2 separate regions of the Zea mays genome follow, and region 1 is linked to region 2. A link is a contact called in public Hi-C data. All regions are on one chromosome and are shown on one strand. The core of a region is the stretch at or near the end of the contact, and the rest is flanking DNA. Distances in the headings are between cores, read along the strand shown.

Region 1 (6,331 bases), core at 2,436-4,935, 180 kb after region 2:
CCAGAAGCTGAGGATGGCACGCGCCGCACCACCCGTCGTCCGACGCCCTCCGAGGCGCATCCGTCGACCGCCTATCGCCCTTCGACATTGGCCGCTTCGCGGCTCCCCCGTTCGCCACCTCAGCTCCGCCCAATGCTTGCCAGCTCAGTGGTTTTTCCTTGTCGGTTGCCATAGAGCCACAACCAAGAGAACCATCGAGCCAGGTCGCGGCGCCTGCTACCTGCGGGCTACGATGGTGTTCACCCCACTATTGCCGCCATTTCTCTCTTCCGTAGTTTCGTGAAAATCACACCCGCAATACTGGCCATGTGCCCATCTATTATTAGCAAGAGGCTCGTATTTCTTACCTCACATATGTTTTCTAATCATATATCATTTTATTTGATTTTGGTGGAGACTATTTCTTTATGAAAATTCGTATGTGTTAACCTTCAGTGTTGCTAAAAATAGTAGTTCGTGATCGCTTTTTGCTAAAAAATATCGATCGTGTGTCCATTAATCATGGACAAGAGGCTACTATGGGCATGTTTGTTCAGCTTTTTTCTGACCAGCTTTTCTGATAATTTGGATGTGGGGAGAATCTGGCTGTGTGGAGAATCTGAGTAACATTAGGATTACCTGCGGAGGAAGATAAATGTGTCCATAGGGCTCAGGATCTAGAAAGTGACGGATTCATAATATTGCAACGACTCAACAGATTATGTGTTTATATTGATTTTGAATGGTTTTTACTCAAACAAATTTTATAGAATCTGGATGAAAAGCTGAGTATTTGGCAGTCCGCGGCATTTTTTGGTGGCCAAAAGCTGCAAAAATCTGAAACAAACGGGGTATGTCTTTGCGAAAAATCTATGTGCGGGTGCCCAAGAGCAGTGGCCCACGTAAGGCCCAAGCCCACCACGTTTTCTCGACGCCACCCGCGCACTCCTATTAGGGTTCGGCATCTCTCCCCGTCTATATATACCTTCTGCCGCCGCCATCCTGACCCTGTTCCCCACCCATATCGTGAACCCGCCGCCGACGCAGCAGCAGGAGACGCGCCAAGGAGAGCCCGCAAGGAGGCGACTATGAGGGCCAAGGTACATCCTCCATCCCCCTAACTCCTACGCGCGTGCTATCTCGTCACGTAGATTCCTGTGGCGTAGCAACTCCTTGACACTCCCTGCCTCGAGTAGCTGTCTGCTCGGTTCATCCATGTCCCGAAGCTGCGATTGCAAAGAGAGCGATTCGTCCATGTAGGGGCGCTGCGATTACAAAGAGAGTTGTTCGTCCATGTACCGGGGCTGTGATTACAAAGAGAGAGGCTCGAGTGGCGCAATTCTTCTGGGACGGCGGATCTCGCCGTGCGTGCGTGGCGCCCCTCGTCGCAGCGGACGGGTCTGTATCTTTGGCATGGGAGGCTGATCTATGAGCTGAGCCGAACAGTGACTGATCGTTTCGTGTGAGCTTGGTATCTCTTGTCCCGTGGCCTGGCTCCGCATGGTCATGCCGCTGCGGTCGGTGGAGGTGTCGCGCTTGTGGCGCCGCCGCCTGCTAGCAGGTTCTTCCCCGGCCACGGTGGAGGTTCCTTCGCATACATTTGATATGAGCCCCATTCTAGTTAGGATATATTATTATGAAATCTAGTTACTAGTTAGGATATAGAACTATTGTTCTAGCAGCATCTGATGGTGGCTGAAGAGATGTTGCCAGTGCTTTATTTGTTGAGATTTAGATACTTCGTGACTTGATTGATGATTTGTTTGCACTGGAATCTGGCACTTGAAATATGTAATTTACTGTTTACCTAACTTGTAGATACCTAGCTTTTCTACAATGATAGATGTACACTATGTATAGGTACATATGTATCTAGAAAGTACAATAACAGTCCTGTTCTGCGTTTTACTTGCTTGCATTCTTGCCTCTTTTGTGCTATATATTTTTCTTGTTATCTAATTCTATTCATTTTCATCTGTCAATCTTCAGTGGAAGAAGAAGCGCATGAGGAGGCTGAAGAGGAAGCGCCGAAAGATGAGGCAGAGATCCAAGTAGGCTGATGGGGATTGTGGATGGTGGTGTCGGCATAGTTGTGTTACGTTTCTTCGATGCGTGAGTTCATGGAGAGATGTCACATCCTAGTTCGTCGTCACCGTTTGCCATGGGTCCAATGGCTCGTCTTGGAAACCTGCACTTCAGTAGGCCATCTATCGTGGTTTCTAGCTATATCCAGAGTTTTGTGCTAAGACAAATCAGTCAGTCGTTTTGTGAACCTATTATGATGGAGCTTTATTTGCTGCTAATATCGACCTACCTGTTAAGTAATTGCAACGTTCGTCTATGCTGTGCTTGTTTGTGATACCTGTTAAGTAATTATCAGAGAAACAACGGCCAGCACTCGAGCTGTGCTGAAGAGCACACTGATTGGTGTGCTTCAGTGGAGTGGAGCTTGTCATGCTGTCTGCTTCTGAAGATGACCAACGTAGAATATGCAGCTCGGTGCCTTGCGTTGGACGAAGCCGACACCTAACATCGTGTCTCATTGTAGTAATTCCATTGGTTTTATGACGTTCTCTGATGCTAATAGGTTGGGTTTCCCTTGGTACTTCGACGTTCTCTGGCACTCAATAAGCCTTTTTTCTTGTTTGGTTTGTGAAACACATTCTTTGGTTTGCGAAACGCAGTGCATTGATGTATTTTGTTTGGTTTATGAAATATAATACATCGATGTATCGTTATTTTATTTCTCATAAGCTAATGATTAATTAGTATAGACTGGTGTATCGTCATTATATTTCTCATAAGATAATTATTAGTATTGATATTAGGAATAAATTTATCTTATTAAATTTAAGGAATAAACTTACCTTATCTAAATTAGGGTGTGTTTGGTTTGACTTTTGGCTTTGATTTTTACCTCCTAAAAGTCGAAAGCGAAACCAAAGGGTCAGATTCAGAAAGCAGTTTTTTCTAAAAGCCGACTTTCTCGCAGTGCAAAACTGAAAGCATCTTGGATCTGCTTTTAGTGACTTTCGGATAGAACTATGAAAACATATATTGAAGAACTTTTAATGACTTTTAGTAGTTTCGACCAAACAATTTTTAATTTTTTAACAGCCCACAGCCCACAACAGCTTTTTTCATAGCTCACATCCCACAACAGCTTTTTCCACGGCCACAACCCAACCAAACAGACTTTTAGTATTGTCATTATCAAACCACACCCTTCAGAGCAACTCTAAGACTCTAATCTCTATCTTCCAACTACTCTCTAAAGTAGAAACAAGATATAAAACTCTTGTAAATTCGAAAGGTATAGAGAGTGGTTCTAGGTAAGATATAAAAAACTGTTGGAAATTGGAAAGATGTAGAAAGTGGTTTTTAGATAAAACTACTCTTAAAATGATAATTTTAAGAATGAAATTTAGAGACACTCTAGGAGATGTTTTTAATTCTCGGTTTTTTTACATTACATAAAAATCGCTTAACCTCGTCTAATTGGACTAGCCAACCACAGGAAATGCACAATCTACGGTCCGTTTCAAAGCCCAACGCGAAGCTCTATTTGGGCCTTCCGTTTACGCCCAACCGACAATGCGAAGCCTTATTTGGCCCAACCGAAGGCCCAACGCGGTCAGCTGATGTCTCTTTGACTCTTTCCACCACACGACCACACTGCTCGTGCTCTCTCGATGCGGTCACCAGTCGAATGGACGGCGCGGATATCCCCTCCCACTCCGCCGCCGATGGCGACCGGCCTCCGGAGAACGCGGACGACGGCGGCGTGGAGGACGAGCGTGCCGCCGCGCCCCCTCCGGAGCGGTGCGGGGCGTTGGCTTCCGCAATCGCAGGGGTGCTGGCCGGCGCGCTGCGGGAGCACGAGGAGCGGGCGGCCGCCACCGCCCGGAGCCAGGACGAGGTCGCCGCTGCCATCGACCGCCTCAACGGAGGTAGGTGCCTCTCCCCGCCCCAGCCTTGGGCTTTCTCTGCTGGTGGTGTCATGCGTTGCGCGCGTTGTGGCTTAGACTTCTCCAGCTTCGGATGCGTACCATTCTGTGTAGACACTAGAGTATGCGTACTGTATTGTGGAGTTCATTTAACCCAAGACTAGTGAGATTTAGATGACATACTAGCAATTGAGTTGTGAGCTCTGTATTTTATCTATCTACTTGCCTCTTTTCTTGAACTAGTCAGTACTCTTCTGTAATTTCGTTGCCATGGCATGGAAATGCAGCGACAGCCCAAAAATGTTATTTGCCTCTTTGGCGTTCAAACCATGAACAGGGTCAAGTCCATATTGTAGCCTGTTAAAACTTGTAGCTGTAGTTTAACTGATGCATTATATACTGTCTGAGAGGCTCAATGTAAACAATCCAATTCCTCTTATAAACATAGCTGTTCCTGGTTGCACCTGAATCTACTTTTTATGTAGTGCAATTTCAGCCTCTTCGTTATCTCAAGAGAGTTAACAAATAAATGGATGAACTAGAACATTCTAGCAGTTTAACAGTATACAGCGAATAAAATTATTGTACTGAGAAATTCATGATTCTGACATGATCCCATGTGTCAGCGTCCAACTTGCTTGCAGGTGGCCAGGTTTCCAATCCGATAAAAATAAAATTGTACACACCAAATACCACTTGGAGAACCCTAAAGCCACTTGGAATGGTCTTGTAGTCCCTGTTTGGGAGGGCTCTGCTCTCTGATTCTCTAGCTCCGCTCCTTAATCTCCGATGGAGTGATTCCATTGAATTCCTAGGAGGGAGCAGGATGAGGAGCTGATGAAAATTGATTCTCTGTTGAATGCTGATCCATACCAGAATTTAACAGGAAGCAAGGTGCAGGTTGCTCCTAGTGTAAATGGAGAAGTGATTCTCTCCTGATCCCTGCTTGAATTAGTTGGCGTTTTGACCACTTGATTGGTTGGGAGTGATTCTCTTCGGAGAAGCTAAAGTCGGAGCTCTCCCAAACGGCCCCTTTTACATTTTCCAAAGCCCCAAGGCTCCACTCTTTTGTTCAGATTGTCTCGCCTATTGCTATTGTCTGTGTACACATTTTTTTGATGGAAAGCATGTATATATATCCAGTAACTGTATGAAACTAAGACTAAGTGTTTGCAGAGCTAGACAGGCTATTAGAGAATGCACCCACAATGGTAATAATGCATCATTCAGCAAGGATTTCCAGCATCCGCAAGAGGATTTCAGCAATGAACATGCTGCTCAAGTCCATACAACGACGCATAGATAGCATGGATAGAATTATTTCTACTGGTACGTCAAGTGGTTCTGTCTATCATTATAATGTTTTTGCCTTGTTAATCTTTGTCTGTGGATCGGCAGAGTGAATCATTATGGACGCGTTGCTTTGTGTTTGCAGACCATTCATCTCCTGTACAGAAAGCCGGTAATGAAGTTGGAACAAGGTGCACCACTTAGTTCACCTTTTTTTTACTACTTCTCGTTGTTTATCTTTGGTGTAGTCATGGTAAATCTGAACAAGCAACGTTAAGTACAGTTATGGCTTTCAATATCACGAAGTTAGTGGTGGAGAGGTGAGCTTTTCCTGGGCTTTGGTGCTGTGGTATGAAATACAGTAAACAATAAATAATAGAATAAGTAAATCTCTGGTTCCCCCATTCCGATTTGCTACTTTATTTATCTAGTCCTTAGTTGCATTCTTACACAATTGCTCTTGATTACAGGTTCTAGCAGAATTCTGGTGGTGTCCCATCAATTGCGCACCATTTCTGTTTTGGTAGAGCTGCCATCCAACAATCACACGGTGCTGTGCATAGAAGTGAGACGTCATAATGTCGATTTTTTCCCCAGAGATGTGTCATCAAAATATTTCAATCCTTTTTGTAGCATATTGGAGTGGGGAAAGTCTTTTGTACTGGATGGTCAATGTTGCAGACAACGAATCGTGCTTTCAGCTTTGGCGTTTACCCTTGTATTCAAACATGAAATTGTCTTCAGAAATATTATCATATTGTCACTGTTGAGCGGTTTTGATGTATACTTGCTTGTTGAAGATGGCAACATCTGGAATTCGTGTTGTTATATTTTATCATAAATGCTTCTAGATACGAATGTGCCATGGATATAATTCGTTTGAACGTGCCTTCTGGCCAGGCTTGCCACCAAATGTCAACCTTCATACGGAGGTACCTGTTTAATCGGTGGATCCAATAAGCACACCTGCATAAACAATTTTGCAACTTTCATTGCTTGTGCAGGAGACTTAGTCATGTTCCAAATTGCCTCAAGACTCAGTCATGTAGCACAAGGTCTGCCGACCGCCGGCAATCGGCAATGTAAAATTGCCAGGTATGTTCAGTAAGGAAGTG
Region 2 (7,135 bases), core at 4,543-7,042:
CTTAGATATTTAGTGTTTATGCCTTGCTTCGGGATCTGGTATCCAAAGGGATCTACCTTTGACTTAATCGGATACTCAGATTCGGACTATGCTAGGTGAGGTTGATAGGAAGAGCACATCAGGGACATGCCAGTTTCTGGGAAGGTCCCTGGTGTCTTGGAGCTCTAAGAAACAAACATCTGTTGCCCTATCCACCGCTGAGGCCGAGTACGTTGCCGCAGGACAGTGTTGCGCGCAACTGCTTTGGATGAGGCAAACCCTCCGGGACTTTGGCTACAATCTGAGCAAAATCTCACTCCTATGTGACAATGAGAGTGCAATCCGCTTGGCGGATAATCCTGTTGAACACAGCCGCACTAAGCACATAGACATCCAGCACCACTTCCTGAGAGACCACCAGCAAAGGGGAGATCATTAGCACCGAGAACCAGCTAGCCGATATCTTCACCAAGCCTTTAGATGAGAAAAGGTTTTGCAGGCTGCGTAGTGAGCTAAATGTCTTAGATTCGCGTAACTTAGATTTATCTATAGCATACATGTGTTCTATTCCTTTGAACATGTAACTTTAAGCTTTACTGTCTGTAATTGCTTATATGTAGTGCTCAAGTTGTACAAGTCATCCCCGGACCTCACAAGTCCCTATGCAAATGATGCACATGTTTAGGGGGAGATGTGCTACAACTTGACTCTCTTGAGACTAACTTGTTTGTTAAGTACTAGTGTAATAGTCTCAAAGGGATATCGAAAGGTAAATGTGAACTTGGACAAAGAAAGAGCTTCCACTACATTCCGATAAAATGTATCTTGTCCTAAGTTCTTTGTTGTACTCTAATTGCCTTTCTGCTCCTATTTGAAATTTTGGTGAGGCAATGGGGTTTAAGGGGCCAAAAAGGTCTCTCATTTTGGTGCTTAATGCCAAAGGGGGAGAAATTAAGGCCAAAGCAAATGGATCAGCCAACCACTTGTGAAATTTCAAAAATGTAGAGTTAGAAGCTTTGTATTGAATCAAAACCCTTTTATTGCAAAATCGTTCTCTTATGGGGGAGAAGTTTCATTATGAGAAAAATGGGGAGTTTGTAGAATTTGATTAAATCTACTCTTGAAATATCTCTCTATTTGCCCAAAAAAGTGTGTTTGACTTAGAAATAGGAAAAAGAATTTGTTTTGTGAAAATAAACCAAGTGGTGGCAAAAGTGATCCAAATATGCCAAATTCTATATGAGATAAATTAGTCTTCAATTTGCACTCTTTAAAGGATGATATTGCACTTTGAGTTGCTTTTAAATGTGTTAACATAAATCACCAAAAAGGGGAGATTGAAAGGGAAATGTGCCCTTGGGCCATTTCTATAAATATTGTGGTGATTAGATGCCCAACACACATTGTGTTGAAGTGATGTGTGCCAAGTATTAAAGAGATGCAAATAAAGAATAAAGGTAAGAACTAAACGTTTTGTCAATAGTTTTATATGCTAAACACTCTTGTCTAAGTGACAGGAATCAGCCAAGTAAAAGCCAAAGAGTTAAAGGAAGAATTGAAGAAAAAGGTGATGTCTGCGCAGCACCGGACGGTCCGGTGCCACTCACGGGACAGTCCGGTGCACTGTCTGCGAACTCGGCACTCTCGGGTTTTTCCCTGGCTACGCCAGCTATAATTCACCGGACAGTCCGTGCTTAGCGCCAGACAGTCCGGTGCTCCAGCCGTGCAACGACTATCTGCCACGTCGACGAGAGCCAACGGTCCCATGGCGCAGCGGACGGTCCGGTGCCCCACAGAAAAGGAAATCAGCCAATCATGGGATTCTCTGCCATTTACTGTGCGCGTGCTGTTCACTGTCCGGTGCGCCACCGGGCAGTTCGGTGCACCGACGAACAAAAGGCAAGAATTGCCTACCAAATGGAGTTCCAACAGCTCCTAGCTGCCTTGGGGCTATAAAAGAGACCCCTAGGCGCATGGAGCACTACACCAAGCATTCTTTAAATATCCTAAGACACCTAGACTCTGCAAATATGCATTTGGATCATCGTGACTGAGATTTGAGCACTAAGTGTGTTGTGAACTTGTGGCATTGTTCTTGTGTGCTCTCTTCTTGACTTGTGTGCGTATTGTTGCTGCGATTCTAGTCTTGTGTGTGTTTCTTTCTTTTCCTTACTCCTGTGCTTTGTGTTGTGATCAACTTTGTAAAGGTGAGAGCCTCCAACTTGTGGAGATTCCTCACAAACGGGAAAACTACTATAAGGAAGAAACCGTGATATTCAAGTGGATCATTGGATCACTTGAAAGGGGCTGAGTGCAACCCTCATCCATTGGAACGCCACAACGTGGAAGTAGGCAAGTGTTATACTTGGCCGAACCACGGGATAAAATCACCGTGTCTCTTGTGTCGCTTTTCTGTGTGATTGGTTTCTTCTCTCGAGTTCTCGCTTAATCACTTGTGTCATTGTTCCAAAGTTCAATACTCACTCCAAAGGAACAATCAAGTGAAGAGTTCTCGCTTTAACAACTTGGCTTCAATCTTTCTAACATTTCATAACAAAGTGTTGAAATTTTATGGGATCACCTATTCACCTTCTTTAGATGCTCTCAAGTGGTAGAGGAGGTTATGCGCGAGAGAGAGGTTGTGAGTTCGAATCTCACCATTTACAAAACATGTAAATTTGATTCAAAATAACAGGACGATAGGTATAATAATAGGTAGTGGTTGGAGAGTTGTTCCTATAATTTTAAAAAACGTTTTGCTGTTTTTTGGTTTTTTTATTCTTCATTTGCCGAGTACTTTTCTTTGCCGAGTGTAATAGGTAGTAGTTAGAGAGTTCTTACTATAAATAAAAAAATGATTTGTCGAGTGCAACGATGCTGAGCTTTTGGATTCGCCGCAGGGCTTGTTGCCTCATCACAAGATGAGCCTGAGCACTAGATTGAAACTTGGAATTAGGGATGAAAACGGGACGGGTACCCGGAACGGGTATCGGATACGGGTACCAAAATGGGACGTAATTTTGGATACGAATACAGGTATTTTGTTTATCGGGACGGATATGGGTATTATCCGGATATTGAACCTCGGATACGGGTAGGATACGAAATCACTAATACCCCGAAAATTCCGGGTCGGATACGGGTACCCGGAATTCGGGTACCCGTTTTTTCTTTTTCTACATAATATAGTTATAAAATCATAACTTTTACATATGAAATCAGATGAAGATAAAGTTTATATGAAAATTGTAGAGTTTGAAAAGATCTATGACTTTGTAATACATCATTTTTTGTTTAAACAATATTCTAATGATTTAATTGTATTTTGATGATTTTCTATGACAAGAAATTAATAATACATAAATAGCCTCAAAAAATCGTGAAATTTTACGGAGATACAACATATGTCCATATGTAACCATAAAAAATGTTTGGATCATAAGATCTATAAGATGCCCATGTTTCTTTCCTTTCACTTTCACTTATTTGTATGAGTTACATGTGAAATTAGTGTAAGTATCCAAGTTTCAACATAATCAGCACTTCACTTTATCATTTTCATATGAGGACTTGGGTTATCTTCATATAAAATATTTATTAGTTTTTGTAACTTATTTGCAAATTTTTAGTGAAACTAGAATATTTTATGAATTTTAAATATTTTGGTGTTGGTTCTACAATGTCCTTGTGATAAGCAACTTTGAACTGCATGATGTCAATTTTACCGGTTTCCTTTCTTACATCTGATCTATCATATACCTGATTATGTATTGCTTAACTTATGGATGGTTGGACAATTAATATCATCGGATGAACTACCCGACAATTATCCGGTACCTACCCGAGTAGTATCCGTTATCCGTTTCTTACCCGTCCGGATTATTACCGGGTCCCGTCCTGTATCCGTCCCAAATCTTAACTACCCGTATCCGGTCCCGTATCCGAGAGAAATACATTAGGGTAGGATATGGGATGACCCTGTATCCGGCTATATCCGTCCCGTTTTCATCCCTACTTGGAATGGAGCCTGAGACTGTCTTCAACGGTTCCCCCTAAATTTCTCCCCCTATATCTCATTCACGTGCCACGTCAGCGTTCTCTCCCCCCTATATCTCCACGCTCTACAGCGGTTCCCCCTATATCAAACCTCTATACCCCACCACACCAATATTTTATACTTTCATCATCAACTAACTCAACTACCATCTAATATTTGTTTTATTTTTATTTGCTCTACGAATAGTGTGTAGTCGTAACTTAGTCCACAATTAATTAGCAAACTTCATAATTAGCAAACTTCGTAATTAGTATAATTAGCAAACTTCGTAATATTTGTTTTAACATCCAATTTTCTTGCTCTAGCACCCATAACATGATAGATTCCTGAGGGCACAATATTTAATTGCTTTATCTCCAAGACTCCAAACAGCTAAGAATCACATATGCAGTTTCCTGCCACTAACGGACAACTCTTCAACAAGTTTCAAGCTAGTTTTCAACTTAACTTTCAGTAAAATTTAACAAAATTCAAGTAGATTTACATTTGTCCCATTATAGGACTCATATGGAAATTGAACAAAACTCTGTCTGTGAATACACTTCTACAAATCGATCAGAACAGATCAGAGGAACATGGGAGAAATTTGGGGAGTAGCACAGTCCATCGAGACTCGAGAGACGCCGGAGGAGGGGAAGGATGATGTGGCCGCCGCGTCCTTCGCGTTGCCGGGCGCCGTCGAGGGCGCGCGCGCCGAGGTGCTGTGCGTGCATCGGTACAGCGGGAGCATGCCGCTGGGCACGGCGGCCACCATCTCCTGCAGCTATCTGGTCAGCACGGCCACCATGGTCTACGCGCAACACCTCAGCCGCGGACTCCCGGACCCCGCCGTTGACCTGCTCTGTCCCGGCGTGCTCGTCTTCGCCGTCGGCCTCGCCGGCAACAAGCCCTTGTGGCGGTCGCGCGATCCAGTGGCGAGCGAGGCCGGGAGCTCCGCGCAGCCCGCTGCGGAGCCATCCCCTGGGCTGCGGTCCCACGCGATTGAGACGGAGAGCGGGCGCGAGGAATAGGGGCAGCAGCTGTGAGTGACTGACGGGGAGCGTGAGAGGGCGAGCGCGGCGGCGAGGAAGCCGGCGAGGCCGAAGAGGAGGCAGGCCGCGGAGAAGGCCAGCGTCGAGAGCAGCCGGCGTTGAAACCGTCGCCGCCGAACGGGAAGGTTCCGGGCGCCGGCGCGCAGGGAAGAAGCCAACGAACGACGTCGGGTAGCGTTCCCCTTCATCTGGCGTGAGAGAGAGTGCTGCTGCTGGATAGAGGAGAGGGGAGGAGGCGCCGTTGCAGTAGATAGAGGTCTACTGTATCCGCTAAAGGACCTACAGTAATAGGGGAGGGGGACGCCCGCGACAACGGTTGAAGACAGTCTGAGCACTAGTCGATGTGGTGTGTAGACAGTGCCTTTTTTGTCTCCTCGCGCGCGGAGGAAATTTCTCAAATTTTGATGTTTCACAAGTTTGAATTATTGGAGATTTAATTATTAGAGATCTGCTGTTGGAAGATTATAATTTAGGGAAAATAATTTTTAGTGAAACCCCAATACATAGTATTTAGGAGTATTTTTTTTAGAAATTCTTGGAGTTGCTCTAACCAAACGGGCTTAGTCGGTTCGGTTCGACATTACCCCGTTTGGACCAAGGCCGGCCCAGTTATGACACAGAAGCCTAACAACAACGAGGCCCAAGGAAGGAGGAAAGCCTATGTCCCCTGCTCCCTCTAGCCCTTATAAAAGCCATGACTGCCGCCACTCGACTCAGTAGGTTAAAGCGACGCCGCCGCCGCAAGCCGTCCGCCTTGCCCCTCGAAGGCTTGGTCCTCCTCCTTGTATCCCGACCTCCCCCGCGACAGACCCGTTTCCCCGCTAGGCTAGAGTTATCGTTCCTCTGCAGCGATGGCGATCAAGCGGACCAAGGCGGAGAAGAAGATCGCGTACGACAAGAAGCTGTGCAGCCTGCTCGATGAGTACACCAAGGTGCTCATCGCCCTCGCCGACAACGTCGGCTCCAAGCAGCTCCAAGACATCCGCCGGGGCCTCAGGGGCGACTCGGTGGTGCTCATGGGCAAGAACACGCTCATCAGGCGCTGCATCAAGGTCTACGCCGAGAAGACCGGCAACCACACCTTTGACCCGCTCATGGACCTGCTCGTCGGCAACGTTGGCCTCATCTTCACCAAGGGAGACCTCAAGGAGGTGCGCGAGGAGGTCGCCAAGTACAAGGTGAATAATTGAGCCTTTTCCGGCACTCTGTCTGTTGTTACCTGCCAATGCCGGCGTTATATTTGGATAGATCGCGAACTGTGGGTGTTGCCTGGGTCAGTCACCGTGTTTTGTTTTGTTTTGATGTTCCCAGTTCACTGATATGTGCTGATTGTTAAGTCTGTGGCACATGTATATGATGTCATTAAGAGTACCTGCGTTTAGTTCATGATTAGAATACTCTGGTAGAAGCATTACATAACAAACCAGTTTTTTAATATTACATATCCATGTTATGTTGTTAGGCATTGTCTTGTAGTGTATGCGTTGCAACACTTCTTTCATGGTGTCTAGTGTCGTCTCTGTTACAGATACGGTATCAGTGTCAAGCTAGTGCCCATCAAGAACAGTAATGCCAATTCTTGTGTTTTTTGCCACAGGTTGGGGCTCCTGCTCGTGTTGGTCTGGTTGCTCCTGTTGATGTTGTCGTGCCCCCTGGCAACACTGGGCTGGATCCCTCCCAGACCTCTTTCTTCCAGGTGAGCCTGGAAGCAATATCTGTGTTACTGTTAAATGCACACACACCATGTCAGTTTCTCATTCGTCATTTTTCAGGTGCTTAACATCCCCACCAAGATTAACAAGGGTACTGTGGAAATTATCACCCCTGTGGAGCTGATCAAGAAGGGTGAGAAGGTGGGCTCGTCCGAGTCTGCTCTGCTCGCCAAGCTGGGCATCCGCCCCTTCTCGTACGGTCTCCAGGTCACCAGCGTCTACGAGGATGGGTCTGTGTTCAGCCCTGAGGTGCTTGACCTTTCTGAGGAGGACCTAATCGAGAAGTTCGCCACTGGTGTCTCCATGGTCGCTTCTCTTTCCCTGGCACTATCGTACCCAACCCTTGCTGCTGTGCC

The links. A called contact is a pair of places that touch in the nucleus more often than the background predicts.
Region 1: a Hi-C map of ear shows a contact between it and region 2, with 3 times the contacts expected there. The contact joins the promoter of LOC100277481 here to the promoter of LOC100273601 in region 2. A contact is called at or near these places in 3 of 25 Hi-C or Micro-C datasets (ear, endosperm and tassel).

What each region holds. Positions count from the first base shown.
Region 1 is chr4:38,325,058-38,331,388 of Zm-B73-REFERENCE-NAM-5.0, forward strand. LOC100277481 reads left to right here and starts at 3,686. Exons shown (of 4, transcript NM_001151027.2): 1 at 3,686-3,929; 2 at 5,103-5,255; 3 at 5,362-5,407; 4 at 5,687-5,985. The coding sequence starts at 3,689. The coding sequence ends at 5,693.
Region 2 is chr4:38,139,446-38,146,580 of Zm-B73-REFERENCE-NAM-5.0, forward strand. LOC100273601 (60S acidic ribosomal protein P0-2) reads left to right here and starts at 5,793. Exons shown (of 4, transcript NM_001148017.1): 1 at 5,793-6,245; 2 at 6,665-6,763; 3 at 6,840-7,135. The coding sequence starts at 5,919.